Linked DNA regions of Mus musculus: region 1 is linked to region 2. Evidence: chromatin contacts called from public Hi-C data. All regions are on one chromosome and are shown on one strand. Each heading gives the region's core, a stretch centred on a gene start, on an enhancer-like site or on the middle of the called end of the contact. The rest is flanking DNA. Distances are from core to core; before and after follow the strand shown.

Region 1 (4,573 bases), core at 1,505-4,004, 330 kb after region 2:
GGGCTCTTTAAGGACCTTCATTTTGCGTTTTCCCATTTTCATCTTTACCCATTATCTTCCGATAATGGGTATTCCTCTGACTTAGGAAAAAAGGAGGCAACTCTTTTTTAATTGTTCAGATTATTTTGCAAAAGGCAAAACAGCAATAGCCCATGATCATTTAGTGGACATCTGCACTATAATGTGAGTCCAGTTTTCCAAGGGTGTTAGCAGGAGTCTCAGATTATCACTGACTATACCAGGTAATTCCCAGCTATAATATCTCAGCACCTGGCAGGATTTATAGGATTCATTAGAACCAATTCTGGGCCTTTAGGAGTAGTTATGGAATTGGCATTTCAGAAAATCCAGCATAGTGATAAATAGTAGTGTCTACAGAAAGAATGGAAGTATAGGGGCTGGGGTGGGTATCAAGGAAAACATCTAAGAGCTGCTGAGAGAAGCTCTAATCAACTTAGCTGGCCATTTAGCAAGATTCTATATGTGCTATGAAGCTGCCCAATCATTCAGGTAAGAGATCCAACTGCTGTCTGCCATGAACATTTTTCTATGTTTCTGTGGCAAGGTGGAGGGGATGAGTGTGGGTGTCTCAATTCAGTTTGCACTATGGGAAAAGAACGGAGTCCTTGAGAAAAAAGAAATGATTCAATAGAAGTAGTAAGAATATGCCTTATATACCAGAGTGGACCCAGTACAGTTCTTGGTACATGGTTGGGTCCCTCAACAGATGCCTGCTGAATGAAAAGAAGGAATGGAGGGCACAAAAACCCTGCTGTGGTAACTAAGGAAAATGGATGGGTCATAGGAATGGAATGTTGGCAGCTTGAGTTTGGATTATCAATCCCAGCTTCTTGGAGAATTATGGTCCGTGGTGGTTTAGATAGTTCTGATGGTGATCTGGTGCTAAAAAGTTCAGATCTCATGGTAACAATCATTTCTCTGACTTCCCTATTAGGAGTCCCTTCTCTAGCCCACATCCTGACAGGAGCCATGCTGTAGAGAGACACCCTCTGTGTATCACACTTAGCCCTCTCCACTTCTTGAATTGGAACAAGTGGAGACAGGAAAAGGATGTTTGGAGACAACACGGCATGTCTTGTTTGCTTATGGGAGGGTTTCAGATTGTTACATCTATTTTAAAGATTAGTCTTTGATTCCTGTTGGTCTGGAGTTAGGTTAAGAAGTGCTCATAATATACTTTGCAGAGTTTTTGATTCAGCCAAGTTTCTATTTCTGGGGTAACATGTTAATGTATCACAGGGGGCAATCCATAGGAATGAACACTTCTCTCGTGTTCAGGTAAACCATCACTGAATGGACCGTTTTCCCGGGACTGTGCTTTGTTTTTAGAATTAAAATAAAAAATAAGTCATATATACATTCAAGGAGGTATTAAAAGGAAGACTAATTTCCATGCTGAGGGAGAAACCTTGTGTGGGCTGAAGGTGTTACTTCTCTTGGCACACAGTGGAGGTCATTTGTGGCTTCTCTCCAGATCTGTGACTTAAACTTGACCTTGGGAAGATTTCCTAAGTGTGGAAGTGGAACCACTAAGGAAGATTGCGTCCTGCTGCCCTTGGCAGCAATCCACAATGGTCTTTGATGGAATGAAGGCCATCCTCTTTTGTGTTTGGAAGATCTCCTCTATGGGACAAGGGTATGTATACATCAGCCGAAGAGAAGCATCCTGTATGGAGTGTCCTTATGTGATGTGTTAAGTTGTGCCTAGGTACAAAGAACCAAGACGTCAAATATCCCAGTCACCAGACTTGGGTCTACTTCCCTTTGTGCTATAAGTAATCCAGGTATCCAGTTAAGTGTCAACAGGTGAAGTCTAACAGTATTGTGGCCATATTTACACTGAGCTACCACAAACAACTGTGAGGATATTAGGAGCAGAGTTGGTTTTGGACAGTCTGAGCCAGAAATAAGACAAGACTTAAAAAGAAAAGAGAAAACACTTGTCCTACATGTATCAAATGTGCTATTTTATCTCAGTGTAGTGTTCTTATATAAAGTGCTGCAGCGTTGGAGAGAACACCTTTGGACATTATCACTAACATAATCTAGACATGTTTACATTCCTACCAGGGCACACTATTTTGAACCCTTCCACTGAGATTGCAGAACTCTTGTATTTTTTTTTCTAGAACATCATGCCATCTGCACACTTAATGAAATAATCCAGTGGTTGCCATGCTAAAACAGGACTTGTAGTGAAGGGCACAGATGGAGCCCAAGGGGAACTTGAGTTATGCACAGTGATGAGAACTGGAAGCCAATGTCCAGCTGATGGTCTGCCAATGACCACTTGGAACGAGTTGGCACTGTATGTTATGCACCTCATTTGAAAATCCGCAGCAAACTAAGATTTTTTTCACACCGTGTTCATAATCTTGACCAAATAGGCATTTTCTCAGTTGATCCGATTAATCTGTCAGTGCCCCAAGGATCTCTTCTGGCAGGGCCATGAGTCAGTGTTTCTCTGGGGATCAGGCCATGCTCATATGGAACAGGACACCAGCTTGCAAGGCTCGCATGATTATGGAGAACACTCCACCGAGGCTGCAAGAAGGAAGAAGGGAAAGACAAAGAGGGGGAGGGGGACATGGTTAGTTACTTCCTTTATAATATGACATACCAATTTGTAGCAATGACCTTAAACAAACTGTAGCACCCTTAAGTCAAAGAGAAAGGTCTAGCCAAGATGAGGGTTACTCAATCCAGGATGGATTAGTTGTGGCTTGTACCCATGAAAGATCCTTGTACTATTTGGCAGAACACAGAAGACGTCCATTTCAAGAACCGAACAATGTTGCATTAAATGGAGGCAGAGCTGGTTCTCTGATTTGGCATTCAGCTCCATGACAGGGGGCAAAAACAGAGACTCTATCTCATGTTTTAGAGCTGTGTGCATATACTGGCCTGGGGCACTATGAGGCTGGAAATGGTGCAAGACTCTGTGTGTGTGTGTGTGTGTGTGTGTGTGTGTGTGTGTGTGTGTGTTTGAGTGTGTGTGTCTGTGTGATTTCATTCCTTAGGAATCCTTGAATGAAACCAAGGGAGAAATACAAGAAGCATGATTAAGAACTGCCGAGTTTGCACATTGAAAAATGAGTGAGATTTGGGGCTAGAAAGAAAAAGCCATTCAAATCTGACTAGAGATTGAACTATTTGCATGTTAGTCCTGCTTTGGACATTTAGAATTCTGGACTAGATATATTATCCTCATTTTAGTTTTCTAATTTCCCCATTATTTTATCTGGCTACTGCCTACAGTTCATCATATACAGGTCCTCAATAAGTCATTATTATGAGCATACAAGAAGACTTTTTCTAAAAATTGAACATTATTTTTATTTACTACATAAAATAATTGGGCAACAGCAGGGGTTATTGGTAGAAAGGGAGCATCCGTAGGTTTTTTGAGTCCAGGTGGCTTTACAAAATATGAGAAGATACACAATTTGTAAGCAAGCATTTGATTAAAACTTGTTATTGGTGAGAAAAATGCAAAACAAAAGGTCCTCTTGTAAGTATATTAAATATCAAATAGTAACACAAACTTCTGAAAAGCTTGTAATGTGACTAGAATGTTAATATGTTGCTCATGGCATTGTAAGCTGGAAAAATAACATCCATTTATTTAAAAATCATTAAAAATTTATATCCCCTGATCTAGTGATCTCATTCCTAGCAGGGTACCCTAAGGTAAAATAGAAAAGATACAGGGAGCTACAAGCAAAAACCTGTAACTTAGAGATTATTTATACTACAGAAAAAAATCAAAACATGTCTATTTTTGGGACTTAAGCTAAGTAAATTATGGTATGTTAATAATGGATGATTACATGAGCATAAAAATAAGACTAATTATGATGATTATATATCAATAGGATAAGGTTATATATGCTATAATGCACAACATAATATATGCATGTGTATATAACAAATGTATATGTATATAAAATATATGCATGTATTTAAAATAAATGAACAGTAAATGAAATTGGGAAAAGTGCTACTAATGTTGTTATTTAAATGTTTTGAAAAACAGTAAGAAAAATTAAGCTCACTATGTGTACACTGCTGAACAGTGATTCACTAATGGATCCTGGGAGTTGGCTCTCACCGTTATTACCTAGAAAAATAATACTGTATACTTTCACACAGTTTTATGAACTTTCCCTGCTTTCTAGACACAGTCAAGTACTCCACGCTATGTGATAGTATGGCTTCTTAAACTTCTATTATTAAATCTCCAATAAGCCCTTTATTTAATACAATTATTATCTCCTACCTTTTAAACTCTGGTACTTGTATATGTCTAATGTTTAAGCAATTGACTCCACTGACAGGGAGAGAGAGAGAGAGAGAGAGAGAGTGTGTGTGTGTGTGTGTGTGAGACAGAGAGAGAGAGAGAGAGAGAGAGAGAGAGAGAGAGAGAAGAGACTAACATGGGGAAAAATATCCAGGTCTATCTAGCTACAAGGAAGCACAGCATAGATTTCAAGCAAACCAACACAGCAGAGCACAGTATTCTTGAGGCTGTTGTTACAATCAGATCTGGGAG
Region 2 (4,722 bases), core at 2,022-4,521:
CAGAACATCCCATCTACAGGGACTGTACACACTGACAATGTGCAAATGGAAGGTACAACTACACATTGGGATGAGAGCAAAAGAGCCACCCATGTGACTAGAGATGCTGGGGGGTAGTATCCTAATGAGGACAGATACCAGGGAAGCCCTCTCTGCAGAAGACAAGGTCTAAGGACTGCGGGAGAACACAGCTCCAGGGGCAAGGGAAGAGCAATCCAAAAAGTGGAACGCAGGAATGCTGGGTGGCAAGTTGCAGCATTCTCCACACATGCAAGAACAATGGAAACAAAGTCAGTCTCTGTGGGGGTGGGGGGTGGAGGTACTGGTGGAGAAAGGAATGTAAGTGGTAGGGCCAAACACAACTGTCTGGGAGGGAGGGCAGTGAGTGTCTCTGATTCCCATCCATTAACACACAACCTTGGGGCAACATAGGCAAATCAATGAAACACACACACACACACACACACACACACACACACACACACACACACGGCTAATAAGTGCTTAATTCTGCAGTTGCTTTTTACTTTTTTCTTGTATATGGAAACTTCTTTTACTTTGCAAAGTAAGCATAAAAGCAAGCACCATTATATCAATTTCCTTTTTTTTTGCAGGTGAGGAAACAAAACTGCAGAGAAAGCTTCAGTGGTTTGCCCTGGATGCAAGAAGATCCTACCTGGTACAGTCCAGAAGGGCACCTCTCAGTAGTGTGTTTACAAAGTCATTCTCATAACATCCAGATGTGCTTTATGAAGGGAGTTAAAGTCTAGGCTTTGGGGGAGGGGTGAATATAGCTCTAGTGGCAGTGAGGATCAATATGTTCTAAAAAGACAATCTATGACTTGGCACTGAGTGTAAGAATAAACAGGCCAATACATGATCTTCCTGCCAGATGCCATCTTCCTTAGGAGTTTTGGTTCTACACATGGACACCAGAAAGACAGTCAATCAAGACGATGGACTTTCTAGGGAAATTTCAAACAGACACAGCCCCTGTTGGGACTCTCCCCTGCTCCATAGCCTAGCTCCTTCCCCCTGCCACCTCTGCACACCTTGATCAAGATAGGCTGAGGAGGCGAGAAGTAGCTCTGCTGTGGTCTTGTAGGAAGCCAGAGAGTTCAGAGGTGTTACACACAGGCACCCAGGAACCCTGAGCTTGGTCAGAGCCAACCACTGCCGCCTTTCCCAGCTGCTTCACATCGCTCAGAAGATAAAGTTATTCTACATTATTATTCCTGCTGCCAGGTCACCTGTCACCTGTCACTTGCTGCCTGACATGATGCAATACAGACTCTTCATATGCAGTAAGTTGCATGGAATTTTACCAAACTGACATATTTGCAATACCCACTCTTCTGTGTCTAAGAAGAGCCACAGGGAGAAATGTGTTTCAGCAAGATGTTAAAACAACACGTCTTGGGCTGAGGACATAGCTCAGTTGGTAGGAGTGCTTGCCAAAAATGCCTAGAGTCCTTGCCTCAGAACCTCATACCGAGAGCGATGGATGGATGTACCTTTCCAGTTACAGCACTTGGGAATTAGAGGCAGAGGAACAGGCATTTGATCAGACCATCATGGGCTACACAGCCAGTTCAAGGCCAGCCAGGACTGCATGAGGCACTGCCTCAAAAAACAAACAACAGCTGCAAAACCACAAGAATCAGAAATTTTCTAGGCCAAGGAACCAGTTCGCACTTTTCTCTCCACCTAAGCACCAAGTATCCTTGGCCTTCTCCAGTGACTTCCGCTTCCATGGAAGTCTCAGAAGCACATGGTCGCTCGCCCTAACGTGGTGTTCCTCTTTTCTAGGCTCCTGCCTCTTTCCTTAAATATTAAGAAACCACAGCTTCAGGACTAGGACGCTGCTGGCTCAGTGGCCATGCACGTTGCTGCCAAGCCTGATGATTGCCCTTCAACCACGAGGACCCACATGGAAAAAGAAGAGAATCAATTCCCACCCTCAACCTCTTAGCTGTCTGCTGACCTCCACATGCATGTTGAGTCATGCCCACGAGCGTATGTACACATATGTACAGAAATGCACATAAACACACATCAAATCCAATGCAATCAAAATATTTAAAAAGTAGAAGCAGTGGTTTTCTTTATGGAGCTCATACTTTCAGCATTTGTTCTTAATAAAAGATGAATTATCTTGACAGAGACCCAAAGCTCTCAGGGCCAGAATGAATATTTGAGATGAGCCTGCCAAGCTATGCAAACAGTTGTTGATTTTTGTTGGAATCCCTTGTAAATTTCACTTTCTATTTGTTGGATTTTTCCACGGAGGTCACAGAGGCTCAATCAAACCCCCTTTACCATAACCAGTGTTAAAAAGGGAACCTCTAGAATTATCTTCTAGGCAAAATTCCCAAGGATTTCCAACTTGAGGAAGAACAACGCCCACGAGATTCCTTAGAGGCTACTCCCTCTTGTCTTTCACATTATGAAAAATTTTCTCTATCTCTTGGACCCTGGATGGCAAGAGGACTTCACGCCCACCATTTGCTTTGTTTTCAGGCAGGATAGTTATGGTAAGAGGTTTCCAACCATCATAACTCACTGCAAGGCTAGCCTGCTCAGAGAGACATTCTATCTGAAGATAGTGGGGCAAATACTATAAATCACTGTAAATAACCAAGTGTCTATGCACACTGAATGCCTAGAAATGTGTTCAAGTTGACAATGCTTGCACGGAGGTATACTGCTTTAATCTTCACAAGGTTGTTAGGAGAAGGGGAGTCAACATAGCATCCATGAAGGAACTGGTCATTGTCTTTTATCCTTAGAGGGAGCTTTCCTTTCCTTAAGTAAATTTCTAAATATATGAAAATCAATCAGCCCTCTAAAATGTAAGCAGCATTAAAATATTTTTATAACTATGAAATATAATTTTTAATGAAACAGACCTTTAACTTCAGAGCTAACTGATATAAATAGGTTCAGAGAGGATGAATTTAAGTCTAAAGTAGCTGAGTGAGGAAAAGAGCCAGAACCTAGTCAGGTCCCTTGGGTACAACTTGCATCCTTGTCCAGCTAACTAATGGAAGCAATCATCTAGCATCCCACTTGCCCCTGAGGATCACCCAGAGCATCGCTGGAATTTGGACATAGTAGGACTACTCCAGAAGTACCTGTGTAGGTAAAGCATACTCCTTTAAAAAGCAGCTCTCAGTCAGTTACAGTAACCCAGACTCTCATCTGTTTGGGGCGCACAATTATCCATTCTTAGAGACGATTCTGGAGGCTGCTAGACTGGGTGTTTTTCTGGGTCAGTAGCTCTTTCTGAATCTAATACCAGGCTGCATGAGTGTTTGTCTAGGAATTTGTCTCCCTAGACTTTCAAATAAAAAAGGAGTATGTTTTGCTTTGTTCAAAGACAGTTTCTACCCGTGGCAATGAAACCAACTGCCCAAATATAAATGACCATAATGACAATATTGAGTTTCCTTTCCTTACCTTGAATCTACTCATTTCTTCAAAAAGAAAACTTCTGGAAATTTATAGCCTAGAAGGATGTGTGCTATTTAATACCAAAAAAAAAAAAAAAATCACAATCACAGCAAGCAGCCAAGTGTAGGGTTTCAGCTGGGGGTACCCAAGGGTGGGAATGGACAGAGAGGGGGAGCTGGAAGAAAGGGGTAGAAAGTAGGAAATGTTCATCTCTGCAGGCAATTCAATTTCTAGCTGCTCCGTGGAGACAAAGCAATTAGTGTGGATTGTCAAGGTGGTTTGTGTGAATTGGCTACCTGCCCATTATGAATTGGACTGGGATTAACTAGCTCGTTCCAAACACTCCACCGAATTGCAAATGGCCATATGAAAGAGATTTGCAGCCACCAGCAACGGAGCCGGATGGAAGCCTCAGGGGTAAAAGTTTGACAGCCTCCTAGTAGCCATCAGTAAGTCTAAGACTCCTTAAGATATACCCTGTCCCTCAACATTGCCCTTTCTCTACCTCATGATCTTGCTTTAGTAAAAAGCCTTCTTGCCCATGGGGAGGCTCAGGGCTGTTCTATAAATAAGCCTACTTACTACCCCAAGCGAACAACTCATAAGCAATTTTTATTAGCAACACCATAGCTTACTGGTTCTGATACTTGAAATCTTCAAAGCCCCCAGGGGAGAGACAAGACAAATTTGATTTTCAGGTTACCTTCAACACACACATCCAGAACTGGCCAATCTTTAAAAAAGAATATACTCAGGGTCTCCAACACATGGCTGACATCATTAGCATCTATGACTCAATTTTTAAGTGGACTCTGTGGCAATCCCAGGCACCAAACCCTCCCATCCTAGGCGTAGGCCCTGGCACTCAGCAATCAGCACTAGCCAAGAGCATGCTTGCTCCAGAATGATCATCTTCAAGACAGAGTCCAGGCAGACCTTACCAGCAACCATCTATCGTATCTTGTAGGTCAATATAGATAACTGCTGTTTTCTTCCCTCAAATGCATTGCCCTTTAGGCTTAGGTGAGACTGATCACCTCCATCGGTATCTGACCAGAGTGTTTATGCCACTGGGCACCATTCTCCAGGCCATCCATGACACTTCATGTGTGGATCTAGGAATTCTTTGAACCAATACGGTTGCTCATCTGGCAAAGTTCTGTTTTTCAGTGTTACTTCTCTGCATTAGTACTAGGAAGAAAATAAACCCATTTCCACATATCCTCACTATTATGATGGATATTGCATGAATACACATTTCCGAATACA

Evidence for each region. Hi-C and Micro-C count contacts between places; a contact is called where the count stands out from the background.
Region 1: a contact with region 2 is called in a Hi-C map of muscle stem cells, with 1.6 times the contacts expected there. The contact joins two enhancer-like sites.

The regions. Positions count from the first base shown.
Region 1 is chr15:53,459,652-53,464,224 of GRCm38.p6, forward strand. Samd12 (sterile alpha motif domain containing 12) reads right to left here. Exons shown (of 5, transcript NM_177225.4): 5 at 2,150-2,565. The coding sequence ends at 2,543. Among named protein-coding and RNA genes, the nearest start is that of Ext1, 120 kb to the left of the region's middle. Within about 2 kb of position 2,755, at least 7 of the 459 cell types and tissues checked have an H3K27ac peak or open chromatin away from gene starts, as enhancers often do. A contact at or near this core is called in muscle stem cells, where this site is marked.
Region 2 is chr15:53,129,165-53,133,886 of GRCm38.p6, forward strand. The region is part of intron 1 of Ext1 (exostosin glycosyltransferase 1); the gene reads right to left. Among named protein-coding and RNA genes, the nearest start is that of Gm41323, 200 kb to the left of the region's middle. Within about 2 kb of position 3,272, at least 17 of the 459 cell types and tissues checked have an H3K27ac peak or open chromatin away from gene starts, as enhancers often do. A contact at or near this core is called in muscle stem cells, where this site is marked.